Regions from separate parts of the Mus musculus genome. Here region 2 is linked to region 1. The links are chromatin contacts, called in public HiChIP or PLAC-seq maps. All regions are on one chromosome and are shown on one strand. Each heading gives the region's core, a stretch centred on a gene start, on an enhancer-like site or on the middle of the called end of the contact. The rest is flanking DNA. Distances are from core to core; before and after follow the strand shown. Region 1 overlaps Itfg1 (integrin alpha FG-GAP repeat containing 1). Region 2 has its middle 6.1 kb from the start of Gm33687.

Region 1 (4,453 bases), core at 1,148-3,647:
CTGACCCCAGTTCCAGCTTGTGCCTCTCCGCCTGCCCTCTCTGCCCTCTCTGCTTCCTAGGTATTACCTCATAAACAAGCACTCACCACAGTCTCCCACCATTAGGGTCAGATCTGCTCTCACCATGCCATATTTTCTCAACTATAAGCCAAAAGAAGTCTTCTTATTTGAATTGCTGGTGTTAGGTATTACGTCACAGCCACTAGGAAAGTAACTGATGCAGTTCTAAATAGAATGTTTTACACAACTATATCTTTTGGAAAGGACAAGGGATGTGTCTTTGCATTTGGAACCAGGGTCACAGTGGTAGGGCAAATACGCCTAGCTTGTAAGAGGCTCTAGGTTTGATCCACCAAAAAGAAAGAAAAACCCCTACTTTCTCTCTCTCTCTCTCTCTCTCTCTCTCTCTCTCTCTCTCTCTCTCTCTCTCCTTCCCGCCCCCGCCGTGTGTGTGTGTGTGTGTGTGTGTGTGTGTTCATTTTTAACAGTGGTTATCCTCAGGAAGGTTCCTTGGTAGTCAGTAAAGCCGTTATTCTGACACAGGAACTTGGCCAACAGCCTTGTAACCAGTCTTCTGGTCTTCTGCTTTTTTGGTGGGGAGTCTGATATTCCATCTTTTTAATATCTTTATAATTTCATCTCACTGTGGCTTATGTGTTGGGAAGTAGAAACACAGTATGGCTCATGAATGGAGGTGAGAGGACAATTTTCCTAAGTCTGTCCTTTCCTTCTACCATGTGGGCCCAGGTATCAAACTCAAATCATCATCAGGCTTGGCAGCAAGTGCCTTCATGTACTGAGCCATCTCACCTACCCACCTTTTAATTATAACAGTATTTCTCCTGATCTTCTTAAGACTTTTCTTACTTTCTTTACTTTTTGATGTTTCTGCTGCAATCTGTCTTGACATGGACATATTTGTGTTTATTCTGTTTAGATTACTGAGCTTCTGAGATGCTGATTCCCATCAAATTTCAGAATCTGTCAGCAATCACTTCTTGAATTACATGGTTTTCTTTTTCTTCTTTCCCTTCACACCTGTGGACACTAATGTGCTTATTTCTGTACTTTTTGTCGTGTCGCTTTACTCTAAGGCTCTGTTGATTCCCTTCATGAATTCTGTTGCTGGTATGACCGTTGCTGGTATTTCTGCCTGTTCGTTTGGCTCCTGATACAGCTTAGCATAGTTTACAGATGTGCTTTGCTTTGACTGTGAGTACATTTGTAACAGCTCCTTGAAGGATTTGTCTGTTTCCTTGGTTATCTAGTCACATTTGCAGTCTCTTGCAGCACAGTTTTTATTTCCTACATATGGATACATGTTTCTCTTTTTTTGTGTCTCACAACTTCCTTTTTGTAAGTTAGATGTTTTAATCATTGTGACCATCCTGCAAAAGAATCATTGACACATGTCTCTCAAACTTTGGTCCAGAAGTTGAAAGTAATGATACTACAACTATTATCGGGGCCTGAAGCCATTCATTACTCGGCAAAGACACTCTCTGGTTGGCACGATGGATCTGACTCTCTGATCTGGAAAGTTTGAAAGATCGTGGAGATGAAGCTGCCATGGAGGGCTTGTATTTATTTTGGAGGTAGGGCCTAGGTGACATATTTTGAGCTTCTTCCTGACCTTTGACCAGTGGCACCTAGATTTTTTGTATCAGCTTGCACAGATATGAAACACTAGAGGAAGGGTATAGTAAGAATTCTGGAGTTTTTGTTTCTTTAATTAAAAAAAAAAGAAATACATAAGAATGTGTTTTCATTATAATCTCAGGCGTGGGCTATGGGACTGCTTCAGACTGCCTGCAGCAGCTGATGTGACTTGCCTCATGCTCTCAGAGGCATGATTCTGCCAGGTGCAGATAATTTCTACAATTGTGTGACGTTTGGAATTTTGGGAACTTTTCAGAGGATACATAAATGCTTGGGCCCTGAGAAGTAGTATGAGTGGCTGTTGATCATTCAGGAAGATTCGGTTGCAGTTGGTTAGTGCCTGTGGTCAAAGAGGATTCAAGAAAGAAATTAGATTCAGGGAGCTCTCTGTTTCTGTCTCTCTTTCTCTCTCTTTCTCTCTTTTCCTTCTCTATCCTTCCTTCTCTCCTTTCTAGTGATAGGGTGAAACCAGGAGGATAAAGGGTGGGCAAAAGAAGAACACACAAAGTCACAAAGACCCAACTACAGACAAAGGATAAAGTTTAAAACCTGTCAGCAATTAAACATCAGAGAAATGGTGTCAGTTCTGATTTGCAGTAAAACAGCGTCTCTGAGCCCATCCCTAAAGCTTGTTACAGTTGTTTCCTTGTGACACACGTTGGGCTGCCTTTGACATGAAATGTTTTCCCTATATGCGAAGACTGTTCCTCAGAGGCTGTAGCTTTGGATGTCTCTCCAGTACTCTGGAATGCCCATGCGTTTAACAGGCCTCTGTCTCTCCCGGCATACTCAGCTCTCAAGCTCTGTTAGGTGCCAACTGATTGTTCTGTTGTTGTTTCTGACAATGCACTAGGTGTGTGTGTAGGTGTGTGTGTGTGTGTGTGTGTGTGTGTATACACATTGCTTCTTGGTTTAATAATTGTGTGTAGATTCCTTTGCAAATTATTTTAGGCCAGTTTTATAGGCTCATTCATGCTCTGTGAATATTCTTAACAGTTATTTCAATGGTTCTTTCTTGGTAAAGCAGCTGGTCTGTGGTGTAGGTAAACTTGATACTCTGCTTCTGTTTCCACCAAATCTCTATTTGCTGCGAGCACACACTTAAGTTTGAACTTCCCCACATGCTCTTTTGGATCAAGTGAGCTTTTTTTAAAGCACAGCTTTGTAGTTGTCTGTGTTGCAGCCTGCCTTTCCTGCATGGCATAATCTTGAGCCATGAAGATGTCCTTCTGAATGGCACCACTGTTTTACAGAAAAGTGGTCATGTTCCTTATTCTGGAGAGAAATGAATAAACATCTATTCATCCCAAATCAGACACTAATGAACAAGGATGTGATTCTGTCCAAGCCCAGCTTAGGGAACAATGGGTTTATTGGGCTTACAAGAGGGAGGAATGAGGGAGGAAGTACTTACAGGAGCAGTGTTAACCCCCAAACATCTATGTCACTGACAAGTTGCACCCCAGCAGAGGTAACAACCTTCCCAGAAGCTGCAGAGGAATCCCCTTTTTAGACTTGTGCGTGTTGTATATACCATGCCACCAGCAGAGGTCACATGCACCAGAGGTCACATGCAGGGCTACTTATAGCTAGGGGCAGGGCTTCAGAATGGAGTGAGGGGCTAAAATCTCAGGGAAGGCCACACAACTCTGTCTTGGGGGAATGTTAAAACAGTCTACATTTCATGCTGGTTTTTGGTAAACACAGCTGCTAAGTTTCATGATGGCCATATCGTCTTGAAGCCAGGTAAATCCTTCATTCCTAGGAGGTGATGTGGGAGTGTCCATCAGCATTACCTTAGGTGTATTTCCTTTCATTCTGTCCTGTGACTCACTCTTAGCCATCAGAGGTAGTGAGACTTTGTAGTCTTAACAACCAAGCTTTTTCTTTATTCTTACGGGTATTTATTATATGTGTGTTGAGGTGCCAAGGGGATTATACTATACCCTGTGGAAGTCAGAGAACAATTTACTAGAACTTCTTTACCACAGCTGCTTCTACCATGGATGATCTTCAACTCAAACTCAGGTTTCAGGTTTGGCAGCCAGCATCTTTAGCCACTGAGCAATCTTGTAGGTCTCTAATGTTTCATTATTTGTTTTCTAGAATTTTGTACATGAAAACTATTAACATCATTTCCCCCCCCCTTCCTTTTCCCCTTTCCAACTCTTCTCATGTCTTCTCAACTACCTTTCAAATTCATCTATTTATATGTGCATATATATATATATATATATATATATATATATATATTCACACACATTATATGTGAATACAACCTTCTGAGTCCATCTTGTGTGTTTCATATGTATATTTGTTTAAGGCTAACGACATGGTTGACCTGTGACCTATCAGTTATCAGCTTGTCCCTGGAGAAGACTGATTCCAGTATTTATATATGTACATATACACACACACACACATAAGTACACAGATACAACTATCTGTGTCCATTTAGTATTGTTTATATCAAAATGTGTTTAGGGCTGACTACAGAATTGTCTATCAGGGTTATCAGGTTTGTCCCTGGAAAAGACTGGCTCTTCCTCTGAGCAGATATCAGTTGCCTTAGTGCTTCATTTAGGGATATGGCCTTGTAAGAGTTGTATCCACCTTGGCATATCAGCTGATGTTATATTGTATGGGTTATTGTTGCCATCTCATGTCATGCAGCTTCCCTGTCAAGCATAGAAGACACTGCCTTGTCTTGATGTCCTAAAGGCTTTTTCTAGCAGATTACTACTTTTTCAAATCATTTAAAAGCATAATCATGTGTGTATATATGTGTCTAAAA
Region 2 (4,384 bases), core at 663-3,162, 490 kb before region 1:
CCCTGCTCTGCTCCAAGCCCACAGGAACCACAAGCCCTGCTCTACTCTCTAGCCCCCACGCATCTCTGATCAGTTAAAATTAAAACCCACACTGGGTCTGGTATAGACGCAGCCACCTGTAACCTCAGCTCTTGGGAAGCAAAGGCAAAAATAGCAGGAATTGGAGGCCAGCCTGGACTACTGAGGAAGTTCTAAGCCAGTCTGGGTTGTTGATGGGATTCTAAGTTAGCCTATGTTAGAGTGAAACTCTCTCAAAAGCAAAAGAGTAAAATAATAAAAACATAAAATAAAAAAGAAGTAATCACCATTGTAAATACTAGGCAAGATTCTCTTATTAGTTAACTTTCCTAAAGGTGAGGAAACTGAGGCACAGATGCTGTTCTTAAAAAACAAAATCCCCACCAAACCCAGACACTATTGTGGATGCCAACAAGTGCTTGCTGACAGGAGCCTGATATGGCTCTCTCCTGAGAGGCTCTGCCAGTGCCTGACAAATACAGAGGTGGATGCTTGCAGCCAATCATTGGACTGAGCACAGGGTCCCCAATGGAGGAACTAGAAAAGGACCCAAAGGAGCTGAAGGGGTTTGCAGCCCCATAGGAGGGACAACAATATGAACCAACTAGTACCCCCAGGGCTCCCAAGGAGTAAACCACCAACCAAAAGTACACATGGAGGGACCCATGGCTCCAGCTGCCTATGTAGCAGAGGTTGGGCTTGTTGGACATCAGTGGGAGAAGAGGCCCTTGGTCCTGAGAAGGCTCTATTCCCCAGTGTAGGGGGATGGCAGGACAGGGAAGTGAGAGTGGGTGGGTTGGTGAACAGGGGGAGGTGGGATGGGATAGGGGGTTTTCAGAGGGGAAACTAGGAGAGGGGATTAAAATTTGAACTGTAAATAAAGAAAATAAAAAAATCATATGGCACAAGGCACATTGTTTTTAATTATGATTTCATTGCCTCTTATAAGTGAGACATGGGTTTACCGCATGCCGGGTCTTGTAGACTGAATATAAAATAAACTGCTTAATCCTCATTAAAAACAAACAAAACAAAACAAAACAAAAACAAAAACAAAAACAGAATCCCAAACGTTCGATTTATCAGTGAAGGCACAGAAGCCAGATGCTGTGGTGGAAGCCGGCTAGCTCACAGAGTCAGAGAAAGTACCCAGCTGACCTTCCCACTCCACTGGTGTCCCAGAAGGAAAAGCCCCTCCTCCTTCTGCACTCTGTCTTTATACCCTTCAACTCAGAGACTCTCCTTCTCTTTCCTGGGTTTTCTTATGCTCACTCCCTGACAATTGGTTGCTTAATCTGCCTCTTGGTCTATCGTTGACTTTATTGAGTTCTTGTTTACAGAAAGGTCTTGGATTAAAGCCATGTGCTAGGGCTGAGCCACACCACAACAAGGTTTATCCAGTTCACAATCTTGGGGTTCACACGGTGATCACATATCCTACATCACAAAGAGGAAGAATTAAGTGTTGAGTGACTGAGCTGGGATTAAACATTCATTGCTCACATGGAGTGGCTGAGCCATACAGAGCCACCAACAGGCATGGACTGAAGTAGCAAGAACAGAAGGCAAGGCTGAGAAGTTCCCCAGCAAACTGACCTTGTGGCTAAGTAAAGAAGTCTTTATTTTGCATGATGAGAATGGAGCTGATAACTCTGCATCTCACAGGTACCCTCAAAGGCTACATACACTAAGGCTTCCTCATGGCCAGCCGTTCCAAGTAGGCTGCCATCAGCCCTGCTCAGTTAGGCAATGGGAAGGGATTGGTGCATTCAGCACAAGCATCAGCTAAGACAGGCATAAAAACATAAAAAGGAGCCAAGCCAGGCCCCATCCGCACCAAGGAGAGCAGCTGAGTTCTGAAAGCAGGCTTATTAACTTTACCAGGCTCTGACGTTGCCATGGATACCACTAACCCAGTGTAGTATTACTTCTGCCTCTTGGTCCTAAAACTGCTTTGCTCTTCAGCCCTGAGTCATGCTGGCAGAGTGGGATTTTCTTCCCACTTCTCCAAATGGGCCCTTAAAGTACAAATGGCTTTTGAAGACTCAGAACCAGAGAGAACTCATCCTATTCCACACCATCGTTTCAAAAATTGGTTCCTTTCAAACACTATTGTACACCATACCAGCTGCATTTACATGAACGTGGACTTGTGTGAGTGAGCAAAACTGTGTTCTTAGAAAGTGCGTATCTGTGCTGTGAACACCACAGACCGTAGAAGTTAAAGGAAGGACATTAGTGAAGTACAAGTTCAGGTGTCTGTACTTATGTCTGTAATCAATAGTGGTCACGGAGCTCTTGAAAGGGATGTGTTAAGACTGTGGACAACCCAGTACAATGAAATCAACTTCATCCCCAAAATGATGCTCTTGAGAGTTAATGTTCTCAAAGCCTCAGCAAACAAGCAAAATTGCTTCTGACACTAACATTCCCAATAAGCACTTATCAGATGGATGAAAGTGTATTCATTTGTGCTGCACTTAATGTCTCACCCCCTCACCTCACTTGAGGCTCACAACTACATAAACCCAACAGGGCAATTGTTGCCTGTTCCATAATGAGTTATAGAAACACTGATCGCTTAAGAGTGCTGCTGGAGAAACTTGCTTGAAATGTGCACTTCCCAGTGGATCGATGGGTTGATCGATAGATGCTCCAAAGGCTGATGGCAGGAGGAAGAGTGAGCAACTGGAGCAGAATGTCAATGCCTGGACCTTGAAAATTCTCCCACTTCCCCAAATTCTGTATTTATCTTGAGTCCCTTAGCAATTCTCAGATCCTTAGACACTCACTATAAAGTGAAGGTGAGTTAACGTGAGTCAGAAAAAGAGTAACCGTGGCAGCTGCTCTGAGTGGAGAGCATCACCTTTGGCATGGTTATCTGTATTGTTCTCTCTTGGGATCCAGATAGTAGAGCCATTTTACATCCCCTGGGCCACAGAAGAGAGGCCAGGGAAGTTGCAGGTGTGCTTTATGTTTCTTCCCTGGGTTAAAGCAAACCTCAGAGCAGATGGGGAGGGTGTGTCATCTGAGCTGTTGCATGACCTGCTGCTTACACCCAGGGAGTGAGCATCCTGTTCTATTCACAGCTAAAGGTCATTCCAGCCCGAATTCTTGGGGTTCATTCAAGGTCACTCTCCTCAGGTTTTCTCTCATATGCAAAGTAGACTCAAAAAAAAAATCCTATTTTTCCCTCTTCTCTTTCTGATGCTCAGTCAACACCTGCCATTGGCAATGATTGCTTTTGCCAGGGAGAGAGAGAGAGAGAGAGCCTTTAAGGACCCTACAACTCTTGGGAAATTTCTCCAGGACACAAGTCATAATGAAAACCAAACAGAAGAGACCATGGAAGGGAGGAAAATAACTATCAGCAGCCTGAATCAAAGCTGCCTCCAACCTCATATGTGCCGCTCCCTCAACCCTGTGCTCTTCCCATCCACAGACGCATGAAGTCTGGGCTTTGCAGCGATGTGCGGGGCCAAGTATCTGCACTAGAGACCATGGATTTGGATGGTTCATGCTGTACAGCCAGGTGCATTCTAACACAAGTTCTCTGGAGGGATCTTGACTCTAAAGCTGCAAAGCACTAAGCCCTTCAGAACAGCAGCCATAAGTACATAAATGAATCAATACTCAAGCATTCTGTATGTCCAGGAATATTTACTACAGGAACATACTGGCTGGGGCTCAATTCTTGGACTCCTAACTGTGCTAGTCAATATCACTCGTCAATTAGAAACTAAAAGGATTTTATCACTCCACAGCACCCTGGACTCCTGGCTCACGAAATAGATTTCAAGTCAGTGTGAATAGCTTGCTTCAACCGGCAGCTGTGTTGCTGAAAAGATTCTTATAAATCAAATCCTCTTAAAATGCACAGAACTTTCTATTCAACGGGAACGCTGTGATCAATCCTTTTGTAGAGTGAAGAATCTTCCTATGCCATCTAAAATGGCACTACCACCTGTCCCCATCTGTATCTCTCTCTCCTCATTGCCCACTCCTGCCTGTCACCCTCCCCTATTCTTCTGTGAGGTCAGCTTTAGGCATACACAGCAGTTTTTAAAGTGTTCACATCTTTGTGGCTGGGAAGCAAACCAAAGGCCCATCTTTTAAAACACGTGTCTTACAAACACCCTGGGAGAGAGGTGCACAGAAGACACATCGCTGGCTTCCAGAACCCACAATATACAATCACCATAAGTGCTGATGAGCTTGGCTGCGAAAGGAACTCGCTGTTGTGCTCCGAGGGATCGGCTCATCATCTCTCACTTGCAACAAACCACAGACAGCATCTTGGAAGACAGGTGGAGACATAGTTAGGGATATTTTTATTTCTTCTGCTCAACCTCCCCTACTCTTCTGA

What was found. HiChIP or PLAC-seq counts read pairs in DNA pulled down with a chosen protein or histone mark.
Region 2: an H3K27ac HiChIP or PLAC-seq map of SST interneurons shows a contact between it and region 1, with 3 times the contacts expected there. The contact joins two enhancer-like sites. A contact is called at or near these places in 1 of 115 datasets of contacts at active chromatin or transcription factors (SST interneurons) and 1 of 9 other capture datasets (embryonic stem cells).

Annotation. Positions count from the first base shown.
Region 1 is chr8:85,784,180-85,788,632 of GRCm38.p6, reverse strand. The region is part of intron 6 of Itfg1 (integrin alpha FG-GAP repeat containing 1); the gene reads left to right. Among named protein-coding and RNA genes, the nearest start is that of Itfg1, 55 kb to the left of the region's middle. Within about 2 kb of position 2,397, at least 23 of the 459 cell types and tissues checked have an H3K27ac peak or open chromatin away from gene starts, as enhancers often do. A contact at or near this core is called in SST interneurons, where this site is marked.
Region 2 is chr8:86,271,514-86,275,897 of GRCm38.p6, reverse strand. No RefSeq gene overlaps it. Among named protein-coding and RNA genes, the nearest start is that of Gm33687, 6.1 kb to the left of the region's middle. Within about 2 kb of position 1,912, at least 53 of the 459 cell types and tissues checked have an H3K27ac peak or open chromatin away from gene starts, as enhancers often do. A contact at or near this core is called in SST interneurons, where this site is marked.